Regions from separate parts of the Mus musculus genome. Here regions 2 and 3 are each linked to region 1. The links are chromatin contacts, called in public HiChIP or PLAC-seq and promoter capture Hi-C maps. All regions are on one chromosome and are shown on one strand. Each heading gives the region's core, a stretch centred on a gene start, on an enhancer-like site or on the middle of the called end of the contact. The rest is flanking DNA. Distances are from core to core; before and after follow the strand shown.

The links. Promoter capture Hi-C pulls out the DNA fragments that hold promoters and counts their contacts. HiChIP or PLAC-seq counts read pairs in DNA pulled down with a chosen protein or histone mark.
Region 2: a contact with region 1 is called in a promoter capture Hi-C map of liver, with 2.6 times the contacts expected there. The contact joins the promoter of Pafah2 here to the promoter of Zdhhc18 in region 1. A contact is called at or near these places in 1 of 39 promoter capture datasets (liver), 1 of 115 datasets of contacts at active chromatin or transcription factors (pancreatic cancer cells) and 1 of 9 other capture datasets (pancreatic islet).
Region 3: a contact with region 1 is called in an H3K27ac HiChIP or PLAC-seq map of microglia, with 5 times the contacts expected there. The contact joins the promoter of Ahdc1 here to the promoter of Zdhhc18 in region 1.

Annotation. Positions count from the first base shown.
Region 1 is chr4:133,631,571-133,635,672 of GRCm38.p6, reverse strand. It overlaps Zdhhc18 (zinc finger, DHHC domain containing 18), which reads left to right and starts at 2,244. Exons shown (of 8, transcript NM_001017968.2): 1 at 2,244-2,594. The coding sequence starts at 2,284.
Region 2 is chr4:134,400,891-134,404,992 of GRCm38.p6, reverse strand. It overlaps Pafah2 (platelet-activating factor acetylhydrolase 2), which reads right to left and starts at 2,081. Exons shown (of 10, transcript NM_001285874.1): 1 at 1,889-2,081; 2 at 750-900. The coding sequence starts at 1,978.
Region 3 is chr4:133,009,687-133,013,788 of GRCm38.p6, reverse strand. It overlaps Ahdc1 (AT hook, DNA binding motif, containing 1), which reads right to left and starts at 2,283. Exons shown (of 7, transcript NM_146155.3): 1 at 2,266-2,283; 2 at 1,502-1,599.

The DNA of each region.
Region 1 (4,102 bases), core at 995-3,494:
CATGGGCTGGTGAGATGGCTCAGTGGGTAAGAGCACTGACTGTTCTTCTGAAGGTCCTCAGTTCAAATCCCAGCAACCACAGGGTGGCTCCCAACCATCCATAATGAGATCTGACGCCCTCTTCTGGTGTGTCTGAGGACAGTTACAGTATACTTATTTATAATAAATAAATAAATCTTTAAAAAAAAGACCTCTCTGCCACCATATTTATTTAAAAAAAAAAAGTGAACGTGGGGGCTGGAGAGATGGCTCAGAGGTTAAGAGCACTGACTGCTCTTCCAAAGGTCCTGAGTTCAAATCCCAGCAACCACATGGTGGCTCACAAACATCTGTAATGGGATCTGATGCCCTCTTCTGGTGTGTCTGAAGACAGCTACAGTGTCCTCATGAGTGAACTTAGTAACCACACAACAGAATTTATATCAGGCTGTTTTGAGATTTCCTTTGCTAATGCAATTAATCTAAATGTCTTCTTCACTTTAGCCTCAGGCGGATTCTTCAGACAAGGGAAAAAAGCAGCCACATTCTTCACCAAAATACCACAAAAACAGTCTCTAGGCCACGCATTAGCAGTCTTCTCCTCTGAAACCTCCTGAGCCAGGCTTCCAGAGTTCAAATACCATCAGCAACAAAGTCTCCCGTATCCCTACGAGGGTGGCCCATTAAACCCCACAGAAAGCACTCCACTGCTTTCCAAAGTCCTAAGATCCACATGTCTCCAAACAAAAGCATGGTCAGGCCTATCACAGCAATACCCCACTTCTAGTACCAACTTCTGTCTTAGGGTTTCCATTACTGTGAAGAAACACCATGACCAAGGTAATTCTTATAGAGGAAAACATTTAATTGTGCTCTCATTACCTGGGCCAAGCATATTCAAACCATCACAGTGGTTAAGAGTACTTGCCGAACAATCATGGGTGCCCCAGTTCAGACCCCAGCATCTACCTAACCATTTAGGTATCTTACAGTGAACTTCGGCTCTGAAGGATCTGAGACCTTCTTCAGGCCTCCATGCATACGTAGGCCTGCCCTCTCGGTCTCCCCACGTGCACGTTCAGTCACACAAACACAAATGATCTGTCTTAGGGCAGGTGGAGCAGCTCAGTGCTAGAGACAGGGGTTGCCCAGCTGGTGAGGTCCTGGGTGGGATACTCAAGTATCCCAAAAGCAAAACAATCCCTGTTCTTTTGTTTTGTTTTTCGAGACAGGGTTTCTCTGTGTAGCCCTGGCTGTTCTGGAACTCACTCTGTAGACCTGGCTGGCCTCGAACTTAGAAATTCGCCTGCCTCTGCCTCCCAAGTGCTGGGAGTAAAGGCGTGGGCCACCATAGCCAGCTAGCAATCCCTGTTTTCACAAATGGATGCTAAACTCTCCTTGTCAGGTTCAGGAAGTGCACAAGTCCTTCAGAGAAACCTCGCTGGTGAGCCACTGCAATGAGCTCTAGTAACTTTGGGTGGAGTTTCAGCAAAACTCCCAGGCCTCCAGTCACATCACGAGAAATAAGTTCCACCATCAACTTGAATGGTTTGCAAGGAGGCTGGACCCCATTTGCTCCAGATAAGACTGCCTGATTTAGCCCTATGAGCTTTGGGGGTGATGCATGTAAAAGAATTTGCTAAAATATTTCTGGACTTCCGACCTGAGTCCTAGAAAATATAGTGTGCGCGTGTGTGTGTGTGTTTTCAGCTGAAACAGGGACTCACTTGTAGCCCAGCTCGTTGCAAATTCACCTTGGACCTTGGCCTGAAGGTCCTTGAACCCTACTTGTCTCAGTCACCAGGAGTTAGCCCACCCCAGTTCCTGGTTGGTTAGGTCTGTTGTGAAAACACCCACCTGAAAAAAGTTTGGGGCCCTTAGGCATGATCTCCATTTGGGGATTATCTAGAACCCAGGGTTGAACCTAGGACAGCAGGGAGGGAAAGACTAAAGGATATTTCACTCACACCCCTTTAGACACTCGGAACTTTCAAAGCACCCTTACCAGCTTGCCCTCAGAGGTGGGCGAGCCTGGAGTGCCTGAGCTGTCCCCTGAATCTCTGACTCCTAAGGCAGGGTCTGAGAGCACCGGCAGCTGAGGGAGCCCTGGAGGCCGCATCTGCAGAGCCCGGGCTGGGCGCAGGAGGCGCTGCGGAGCGAGCCGGGGGCGGGGCGGCAGCGGAGAGGCCAACCCGAGCGAGCCTGCCTGCCCGCCCGCCAGCGCCGCGCGCGCCGCCGCCACCTCCGCTGCTCGGCCCGGTCCCGGAGCGGCCGGGCGCGGAGCCGAGGCCCGCGGCCGGCCGCATGAAGGACTGCGAGTACCAGCAGATAAGCCCCGGGGCCGCCCCGCCGCCCGCCTCCCCCGGGGCGCGTCGCCCCGGCCCCGCCGCGCCCCCTGCTCCAAGCCCCGGGCCCGCGCCTGGCGCGCCGCGCTGGAGCGGCAGCGGCAGCGGCAGCGGGAGCCTGGGCCGCCGGCCCCGGCGTAAGTGGGAGGTGTTCCCGGGCCGCAACCGCTTCTACTGCGGAGGCCGGCTCATGCTGGCCGGCCACGGCGGCGTCTTCGCGCTCACGCTGCTGCTCATCCTCAGCACCACCATCCTCTTCTTCGTCTTCGAGTGAGTTCGCCCACCCCCACCCCGGCACTGCGTCCCCGGCCGCCGCTCCTTCCCCGCCCGCATCCGTGAGCCCTCGGGCCTCCGCCCGCCGCCCCGGAACCCCGGAACCCCTTCTCGCCACCCGGACCTTGGGTGCCCCGCCCGGGTCACCAGCTTTTGCCGGGTCCCTCAGGTCCACCTGCGGTCACTCACTGGCTGGTTCTTGCCTATCCCAGGCTCTTTCTGACCCTTCTAGGCGTCTTTCATTCCTGTCCTCAGACAAGTAAGTTTTTGTGTCCTTTGGCTGTGGACACCCTACCATGAATTTTTCTAGGCGTCCTCTCAAGTCCCTCCAAGGTTCTACAGGGTCCTGGCTCCCACACCCGCTTTCCCTCAGTCATGGTCACCCTAGGCCCGGAGGCAGTCCTCCCTAAAGCATCTCTGGGCCTCTCAGACAGGCCCTTCTCTCTCCAGCACTTTCCTTAGTTTCTCCAAAGCTTCTTCCCGACGCTCTCTTAGCTCCCTAGTCCTCTAGGTGTCTCCCACCCTGCCCTGTCTCTTTCCCCTCCGGACACTCTGCATCCCTCGGTGGCGGTCCACCACCGGGACAGCGGGCGGCATCAAGATCCTTTTCAGGAAAGAGACCTGAGTGCTTTCACACGGCCTGTCTTATTTGCCCCTATGGGCTTCTGACCTTTTCCCAGTGACCTAGGGTTGGCCTACACTGTAGCTCCGTTTTAGGACTGAAGGATGGAGGAGTGGCTGCTTATAGTTTTCTCGGGCCACTCATGCATCCAAAGTTTCCACCCACCCTCAGCCTCTAGCTGGAGTCACTTGCCCTGTGACTCCTTGAGGGCACATACACCCCCACTTGAACGCACCCGGGGTGAGTCCCACCTTTCCCTCCTACTTCTTCCTATTGGTTTCTTTTATTATTCATTATGGTTAAGAACTCCATCTCTGGCTCCAGTCCCAGCTCCACCTCCCACTAATTGTGTGGCCTGCAGGCAGTCATTTTACGTTTCCAAACCTCAGTGCCCTCACCTGTAGAATGGGGACTTTAATAGTACCCACCCCCGACAGGGTTCTATTGAGATTGGTCATGCTTGCAAGCCTTTAGCTTTTTTTTTTCCAGATATATTCATTATTTATTTATTTATTCTTTTTCGTCCAAGCTTCTAGCACTTGATGTTGGCAGCTATTACTTCCCCGGGGTTGGGGGAGGGGGGCACGCATGTCATGATGAGGCTGTCTGAAAGACCAGTTCTCAGATCACTTTCCAGGACCTGGATTATGTCTCTGTAACTACAAGGTGAAGACATCCTTCCTTTCCATCCTCCCCCAAAATGCTCTGCCCTTCCACTGGATCAGGACAGGAAAAAGAAAAAAAAAAGTTCAGGGTGGTTTACACAGAGGAGCACTGGGATCCCAGCCTGAACCTCGGGCCAAGTTTCGTTTTCACCTCGCTATGACTATGGCTTCTTGGGTGCTGTGGAAATGTTTTTTCCAGAGCCCTGAGGCCATTCTCT
Region 2 (4,102 bases), core at 832-3,331, 770 kb before region 1:
AGACTGTAGACTCTCTGGCTGCCCATAAGGAATCTCACAGGCAGTCTGAGTACAGACAGGGGTGTGCATATGTGGTCCTCCCATCTCCAGAATCACCAGGGGAAAAAAAAAGACCCAAAGGGGCAGCACTGAAGAACCCTGGGAAGATCTGTGAAAAGCCAAGGCCACGGGGAACTCCTGGGCTACGATCTTGGGAGGGGGTACGGAGAACAAGACCAGCGGGCATGCTGCAGGAGAGCCATGCTCCCTGGGCGCCAAGAGTGTCTGATATAGCTGCTGGGGCGAGCATCGGTGGAGCGGACGGCTAATGGCATGCAGTTCAGTGCAGAGCTCTGGCCTAGCTTGTATGATCCCCTGGGTTTGCTTCCCAGTACTAAAAAAAAAAGGTGGGGGTGATCTATAGAGTGGATCAGAATGCATACTGGATTTAGGGACCACAGCCAGTACCATGTCCCATCTGATGTCCCAAACACTGCGCAAGAGGTTCTAGTTCTACCTGTATCTGGCACCACAGTTCTACAAACGCTGGCAGGGCAAGTGGGATAAGGGACTGGCCCAAGTCCCACTGCCAGTAAATTACAAAGTCTGGATTTGAACCCATGACCCAGATTCTCACGCGTCCAAGTCTCTCCCATCTCTCCAAACCAAGGACTGGACTATGCAAGCTAAATAGTTCCTGTGTCTGCCTGGGTCTCTTCTGGGGATGTAACCAGGCACCCGGGAAGCAGCCAGGGCCGGGCCAGCCTTACCGATACCCACGTTGAACAGCAACCCCACCCAGCGCTTGTTATACTGCAGGTAATCGGCCAGACCCATGCTGTACTCGTAGCGGGGAATCCACAGGGGCTGCTCGCACTTCTCTGATGCTTGGCAAGGGTAGAAGAGTCGGAAGAGGCTCCCCTGGGGAAAAGAAGGGAGCAGCTGCTGGGACCACAAAGCTTAGGCATTTGGGGTCAGCAGGAGTCTGGGGCACCAACAGAGAAACAGAGGCTTCCTCCGATCCAGAAACAATTTTGTGGCTAGCACATCAGAGGGCTTATGTCCTGACTGTCAAGTGCATTTCCAATTACATCCTGGAACAGCGCCATACTGTGGACCTAGGCTCCGTGCGAACGAGGGAGGTGGGGGGGCTAGGTCTTTGCTCTTAGGATGAACTCAGTGGCAGCAGAAGGCTTGGTCAGGAGAGGGAGCAGGAGAGGGGTTACCAGGAAGTGGGTGTCTCTCACAGAACAGAGGTGAGCCCAACCACCGGGGACAAAAACCTAAGGAACTTGTTGGGTCATGGTGGCACGTGCCTGAAGTCCTGGAGGTGGGAGGATCAGGGGCTTATGGTCATTCTTGGCTACATTTCCGGTTGGAGGGCAGCCTGAGCTACATGAGAAACCTCAAAAATGTTAAAAAGGAAGAGGAGGAAGAAGAGGAAGAGGAGGAGGAGGAAGAGGAAACAAAGAAAAAGAAAAGCTTAGGAATTGGCAGGAGGTTCAGAAACCAGAGAGAAGTGAATGGGAGGCTAGAGGTGAAGACCTCATCTTCCCACCCAAGCTGTAGAGTCAGGACAGTGGCCTGTGGCCCACTATGCTTCATCCTGTCCCCCTACATCAGGATGGCATCGAAAAACCTCTCTAGGGTCAGATGCCTGGACTCACGACAGGAGAAAGGGTCTGTGAGGTGCCTCTGGCTCCTCCTTGCTGCAGAAAGAACTCGGCCATCTGCGGAGGTTCTAAGAGTTTAAATGAGGAATTTAAAAGCCAGCAGGAAAACAGGCCAAAAGGCTGATGTCCAAACTCTGCCCAGCTGTAACTTAGCAGCCCAGAACTTACACACTTGGACCTGTGCTGGTGAAGTCCCCGCAGTGGAACAGAGCAGGGGCGGAGCTTGGGACACTTACCTCAAGACTGTGACCCTCCATCACATCCGTGCAGCCAATGTGGTGGGGTCCCGAGATGGGTGGGAAGCACACAGACTGGCCGGCCCCCATCTCATCACCAGCTGGACCAAAGCCGGGTGCTCGGGAATTTGCTGGCTGGAAGACAGAACACAGAACAGCCTCTTGCTGGTCTCTCCCTCACTTGCTGTTTCTCTAGGTCATGTGCCAACCCTGTCCACTTCCTGACATCCTTATCACCCCAGCCGACCTTCCTGCCAGCTACTCACTAAATCATATTCGTTATTTACACTTGCGACTTTGCCAACGTTTTCAGGCTCGTCTTTCGGTTGTCTTTCTGCAGTGGCGGGGTGGAAGCCGGGGCCTTACACTTGTTAGGTAGCGACCCATTCCATCCCCAGCCCTATGGACTGTGGTCTTCATTTCCCTCTGGTGGGGTGAGGAGATAGTGGTGATGAGCTAGTCCTCAGATCCCTCAAAACCTACAAACCATAAGGGTGTGGCTCAGTTCTAGCATACAAGAAGCCCTGGGTTCAATTCCCAGAACTATAGAAAACAGCTACGGCGATGAACACCTGTAACCCCAGCACTGAGGAGGGTGGTGTCCGGAGGGTTAGGAGTTCAAGGCAAGCCTGGGATGCATGACTCTGTCTCAGGATTATTGCGTAATGACCCCGCACCTACCGTGTATCTATCTGACAGTAACTGCTGTAGTGATTACAGCCCAGACTTTGCCTTCCCTGGCTAATAACGCCCCACTGAGGTCCAGCTCTTCCTCAGCTAGCACTGTACTAAGTCTCTGATAAACACTGCTTCATCTAACCCTCTCAACAGCTTTCCGAGAAGGGAGGTAGCTGGACCAATTTTGCAGACTCAAGAGCAAGGCAGAGAGGTCTAACTCAGCCCACGAACCGGCTTAAAGCAAGCAACATTTCAATTCCTATTCCTTACAGCCTAAACCACCTGCATGGGCGGGGCCCTGCCCCCCACCCCCACCCCCGCGGTTTGTTTGGACATTCTGAGTCCTCCTCTGGGAGGATCAGTGTGCAAGCCAGAGCAAGCCTGGGCAAAGAGAGACTTTGGAGATGGTTGCTGCCAACGCTCCCTGCAATCACCCCTGTCCCTGCCTCGGCACATACACGTGTGTAACTGAAGAACTCATAGTCCTGAACTGTTTAAGGCCACAGCTGTTACTACACACACACACATACACACACACACACACACACACACACACACACACACACACACACACACACACACACACACACCTTCCTGCCTGCCAATCATCTGGTCCAGAGGAAAAACCCCAAGAAGCCAGCCAGAGTCACTCTACTTAACGTTGGGAGGCAATAATTTTCTCTCTACTATTCCTTTTCCTCTTTTGTTCTTCCAGCGCAAATTTTAAGACACCCACTAATACAAAAAGGAGGAAGGGAAGAGGAGCTAAATTCTGTTGCAGGCTGTGGACCGCACAGCCAGTGGGAAGGGGGAGGAGCCTCTGCCAGACTCCACCCACTCCACCCCACCCCACCCCGGCCCGACCCTCCTCCCCCGAGGCTGAGCACACACACTGGAGAACCAAGACTGCCGCTGCAAGACACATGTGGGTCACATGATGGTGAAGCAGCTGCAGCTCCTGTCATAAAAGAGAGATAAAATGCCACTGGAGTTCTGAGGAGAGTGAGTGTGTCCCCTGAGCGTGGGAGCAGAGAGCAGGGAAAGACAGGATTGAAAGTTAGGAAAGGGCGTGTGAGACATGGGGGCAGTTAGTGCTGGCTGCAGAGGGAGAAAGGAGCGCGTGCACGCGCGCAAGCTCCCACGCGTTCCCGTGGGTGGGTAAGCGTAACCATGTGCACGCGGAGGCCAACCTCTCCTGTTGGTTCTCACGTGCTTCCCATCCTTTTGTTTGTGACAGGGTCTCCCTTTAGCCTGGAGCTTGACCTCGTAGGCTTCCAGGGACCTACCTGTCGGACTCTTGTTGCCCATCATTGAGATTATAGCATGCCATCAAGCCAGGGTTGGTTTTTTTTTGTTGTTTTTAAATTAATTACGTTTGTTTATTTAATGCGTGGAAATGCGTGTATGACAGTGTGTTTGTGGGTGTCAGAGGATAACGAGAGGGAGCTCTTCTCTCTTATCTTGAGGGGCCAGGAGATCAAACTCAGTCATGTTTAGCAAGCAGCAAGTATCTCTATCTTCTGAGCCATCTCACTG
Region 3 (4,102 bases), core at 1,034-3,533, 620 kb after region 1:
CGGAGGCAAAGCTTGTCCTCACACCCTGAGCTCAGCCCAGGGAGCTGGGGCCAAGTCCCGCCTGACACCAACTGGTCCAGCGGGAAACGCCTGCCCAGCCAGACAGGCACAGGCCCCCCAAGGGTCCCTCCTTGTGCTCAGGGACCAGGCTGGTGCAGCCCAGCCCTGCCTCCCAGGGTGACGCCTGGGCCCAAATTCAGCTGGCCCTGCCAGTCAAGCACTGGTGCAGAACCGAGGGCACCAGGCTCAGCCCCTCCCAGCCCAGCCCCAGGGCCCCCAAGCTGGGAGGGAGGGGAGACTCCCCACCCCTCCACATCTGGCCCTGGCCCCTAGGGTCTGCGGTAGAGAATTCCCGCCCCCGCTTCTCTCCCTCCTCCTGCTCTGTGCGATCTGTGCCCGCTGCCCGCCTCAGGGACAGCCCCAGCTCCCGCCTCCGGCCAGCAAGGCCCACATCCTTCCTCCCTCAGCTGGCCCCTTTGCCTGGCAGGAGGCTGGGGGGGTCAGGCTGCTGGGGAACCCTCCCCCCCCCAGCTCCCATCAGTCCTCGTCCCCAGCCCCCAAACTCTGGGTTGCTGTCCCTTTTCCTGTAGAACAGGAAACAAGGTTATCTCCTAGTCTCAGAGCCAGCCCCCTGCCCCTTTGGCTCTGCCCAGGGACCCAGACCCAGCCAGGGAAGGCGCCCTCAGCCAGAAAGCAGAGATTCAGCAGCTCACCCCAGCTCCCGACCTAGGGGGCTGACAGCTGTCACTCAGCACCCCACCCCCTGGGGAAGAGGGGGCCGATTCAATCAGAGCCCTAGAGGAAACGTATTGATACACGATTATTTATTTATTTATGCAAAAGTGAGCCGACTTTGTTCGCCAGGTAACCGGGCACGCGGCCCAACCCCTCTGGCCAGGCCGCCCCCAAATCCCTCCTCCGCCCCACACCCCCTCCGGGTCATTAGGTCCCCGCCCCTCAACTCCCAGAGCGCCAACGGAACCTTGGGATTTGGGGGCTGGAGGGGAGGGGCTCCTCCCTCCGCAGTCTCCCCTTTTCCCAGCGCCTATCCTAAAATCCAGCCTTGTTCTCCGCTCCCACGGTCCCCCTACATCCCCCCCCCCACATTCTCAGCAAGCTGGAGAGCAAATTGCAGTTTTAAATCCAAAGGCGGAGGGAGGGGGAGGAGGAGGGGGTGCGCGGCAGCTCTGGGCGCGCACCTCGCCCCCGAGCCGGGGGAGCCGCGGGGCGGCCAGGAAACCCGAGAACCCCCCCTCCCCGCCCCCCCTCCCCGTCCACCTCCCCCTCCCCCTTCCCGGCGCTGCCTGCCAGGCTTCGAGCCGAGCCCAGCCGAGCCGCGGGCCCCGGTGGAAACAAAGACCGATCGCACCGCGGGCACCGCAGCCACGGGGTCCGGCGGACCGGACTGGGGGCGCTGGGCCCCCCCACAGTGCGCTGCACAAAAGAGCCTGGCCGGCCGGTCCCCAACCGCGTCTATTGCTGGGCAGGAGGCGCTACTTACCGGAGTGCTGGGCTGCCGGCTCCGTGGGTCCGAGCCAGGCGAGGGGTTTCGGGGGGCGTCTATCTTCCGCCGGCGGCAGCGACACGGGCGCCCGGCTGCTGGGAAGAGGAGTCGTAGAGGAGCCCTGAGCCGCCTGCCGTCGCTGACAGCATGGCTCGCGCCTCGGCTCACATTCTCCGCCGCTAACTCCGCTGGACACGGCCCCCCGCTCCCGCGGCGTCCCCCCCACCACGATTACTCCTTCGCTATCTGCGCCCCACTCGCTTCCCCAGCCGCTCACACACTCTCACAGCCCTGGACACCCCCGCCCCAACCCCCCAATTGCAAACCTGGGAGGGAAGACGCCCCGCGTAGTCCTCCTGCTCCTCCTCCGCCGCCCTCCTCCCTCCCGCTCTGTCTGTCTGTCTGTTTGTCTGCCTGTCTCTATTTCTCTCTCTCTCTCTGCCTTTCTCTGCTCTCCGAGCTGGGTGGGAAAAGGAAATGAGGACAGAAAGCAGACGCTGGCTTTGGGTGGTGGTAGCTGGATTCCCTCTCTCCCTCCCTCCTCCCTCCTCCCCTCCCTCCTCCTGCCTTCTGCTCTCTCCGCTGCGAGCGGGGCTGAGCGCAGCCTGGCGGGTGGCTCGCTCGGCCCGCCCGCCCGCCTGTCTGTCTGTCTGGTCTGCCTCGCTCGCTCCCTCCCTCCGTCTCTCGCCCTCGCCCTGCCTGCCTGCCTGCCTCTCTCCGTCTCCGCCGCCGCCGCCGTTGCCTCTGCGAGCTCGCCTTACCTTCGCTGCTCACCATCCGGAACCCCAGGGGGGAGCGCGCGCAGAGCACGCCGGGACTTGTAGTCCCTGTTCGGCCGCTCCGCGCGCTGTGCGGGCGGGGCCACTCCGGCTGCTCCGACGGCGCGGCCCGGAGCGGACCCTATGCCGGAGTATCCCTGGCCCGGATGAATCCCGTTTTATCTAGGACTGCTGATCCTCCTCAAGGGTTAGGAACATTCCGGGCGTTCCGAGGCCCCTACTCGGGGCTCTGGCTGCGCCAAGGTTGCGGGTGGTAGCGCAGGGGCGGGGTCTGAGAATAAAATGAGTGGAATCGGGCATCAGAGGATGAGCCAAAAGGGCTGCGACTTTCTGGGGTGTCCCAAACACGTTGAGAGGGCCCATGGAGAGACGAGAGGACCTACACTTTCAATTTGGGGACGTTTTTCCTATCAGAAGAGGCGTTTGGCAAGAAAGCCGCTCTGGAAACGCTACAGTCTCCTCCGCATTTCGTGGCCCTTCGCCTCAAACTCAGCCCTGGATTTAGTTCTTCCAGCGCCTACTTTTTATTGTCGTCCACGGGCGGCGAGGGCGCAAAAAATTCTGGACAAAGTGTAGATACCATGCCTTCTGAATTTGAACAATTGTTTGTGAGCGGAATTCAACAGTTCTCCAGCGCCTGCTGCGGCGTGGGGGTTGGGCGCAGCACTTTCACCTACCTCCTCTTCAGGTCACATCTGTTCTCCAGCCCCTGGCTCTGGGCCCCCTGCCTTGCCTATCCCACAGATGGGAATGTGCGCCTCTGAGGAAGGCTTTGTTACCCCCAGGGAGGTGGCTGGACAGCTCTGAAAGGAGAATTGCCGCGGCTGCCATTTACTGAGCACCCGGGCAGCACGGGGTCCTTGGAGCCTTGCAGAAAAAACCCTACGAGACCTTATTTCTATTTTAGATATAAGAGTTCCGGAGCCCAGGTGTCCCGATTAGAAAGTGGTAGATTCAGCATCTGGATAATTTCAAAGCTTCCTTCCTTCCTTAACCCTTGGGCGGTAACAGAGTGGTGATTCCCTCTACTCCACCCCCCCCCCCCCGCGTCCCCGCCATCCTTTACTGTTGATCTTTCTTCCCTGTGTCTATGTGTCCTCCCTTGGCACTAAGGTAGATAAGGTTTGCAGAAGAAACAGATGAGTGATGCAGTGATCACTGCCCTGCTACTTGTCTATTGACTGCTTCTGAGCTGATCCCAACTCATGACTGTGTCTGACATTCCTTTGGCCAATGTCTGCCAACTTAGTCCATCTTGCCCCATGTCCTAAGCTTCTCTAGCAATGCCTTTACTCCCTGATCCACCTGCTTCTGATGCCTTCTTTGCTCTTGCAGGGTAATTGCTAGTCAACACATGTTTAGATGGTGACATTATGCTAACAACACATCCACACCACCTTCACCATCCCTCCATCTCTCCCAGTCCCTACCTATAGAGCAATTGAAACTTTTCCAGAAAGCAAGTAACAGGGGAGGCTCTAAAAAGCACACCCACTGATGTGGCATCGTGGCACATGTGGCCAGCTGGAGAGGCCTCTGTCTAGGGGCCACTTCGCTTGCAGACAAAGTAACCCCAAGAACTGATTATGATAAGAACGGGCATTAATAAAAGCAGGAGGTGCTTTAGCGATCCTTTGTAGCTTCAAAACTCAACTCTGAGGTCATCACAAGCAGAACTTTTGGTGTCTTGCCATAACTGCCGCCCATAGGGCAAACTTTAGTGCTGATGGGTGTGAGAGACTCCCAGGTCTGCCCATCTCTAATGCCTCACCCACCTTTACCAAGGATAGGAAGACCCTTACTGCTTGAATTAAATGTA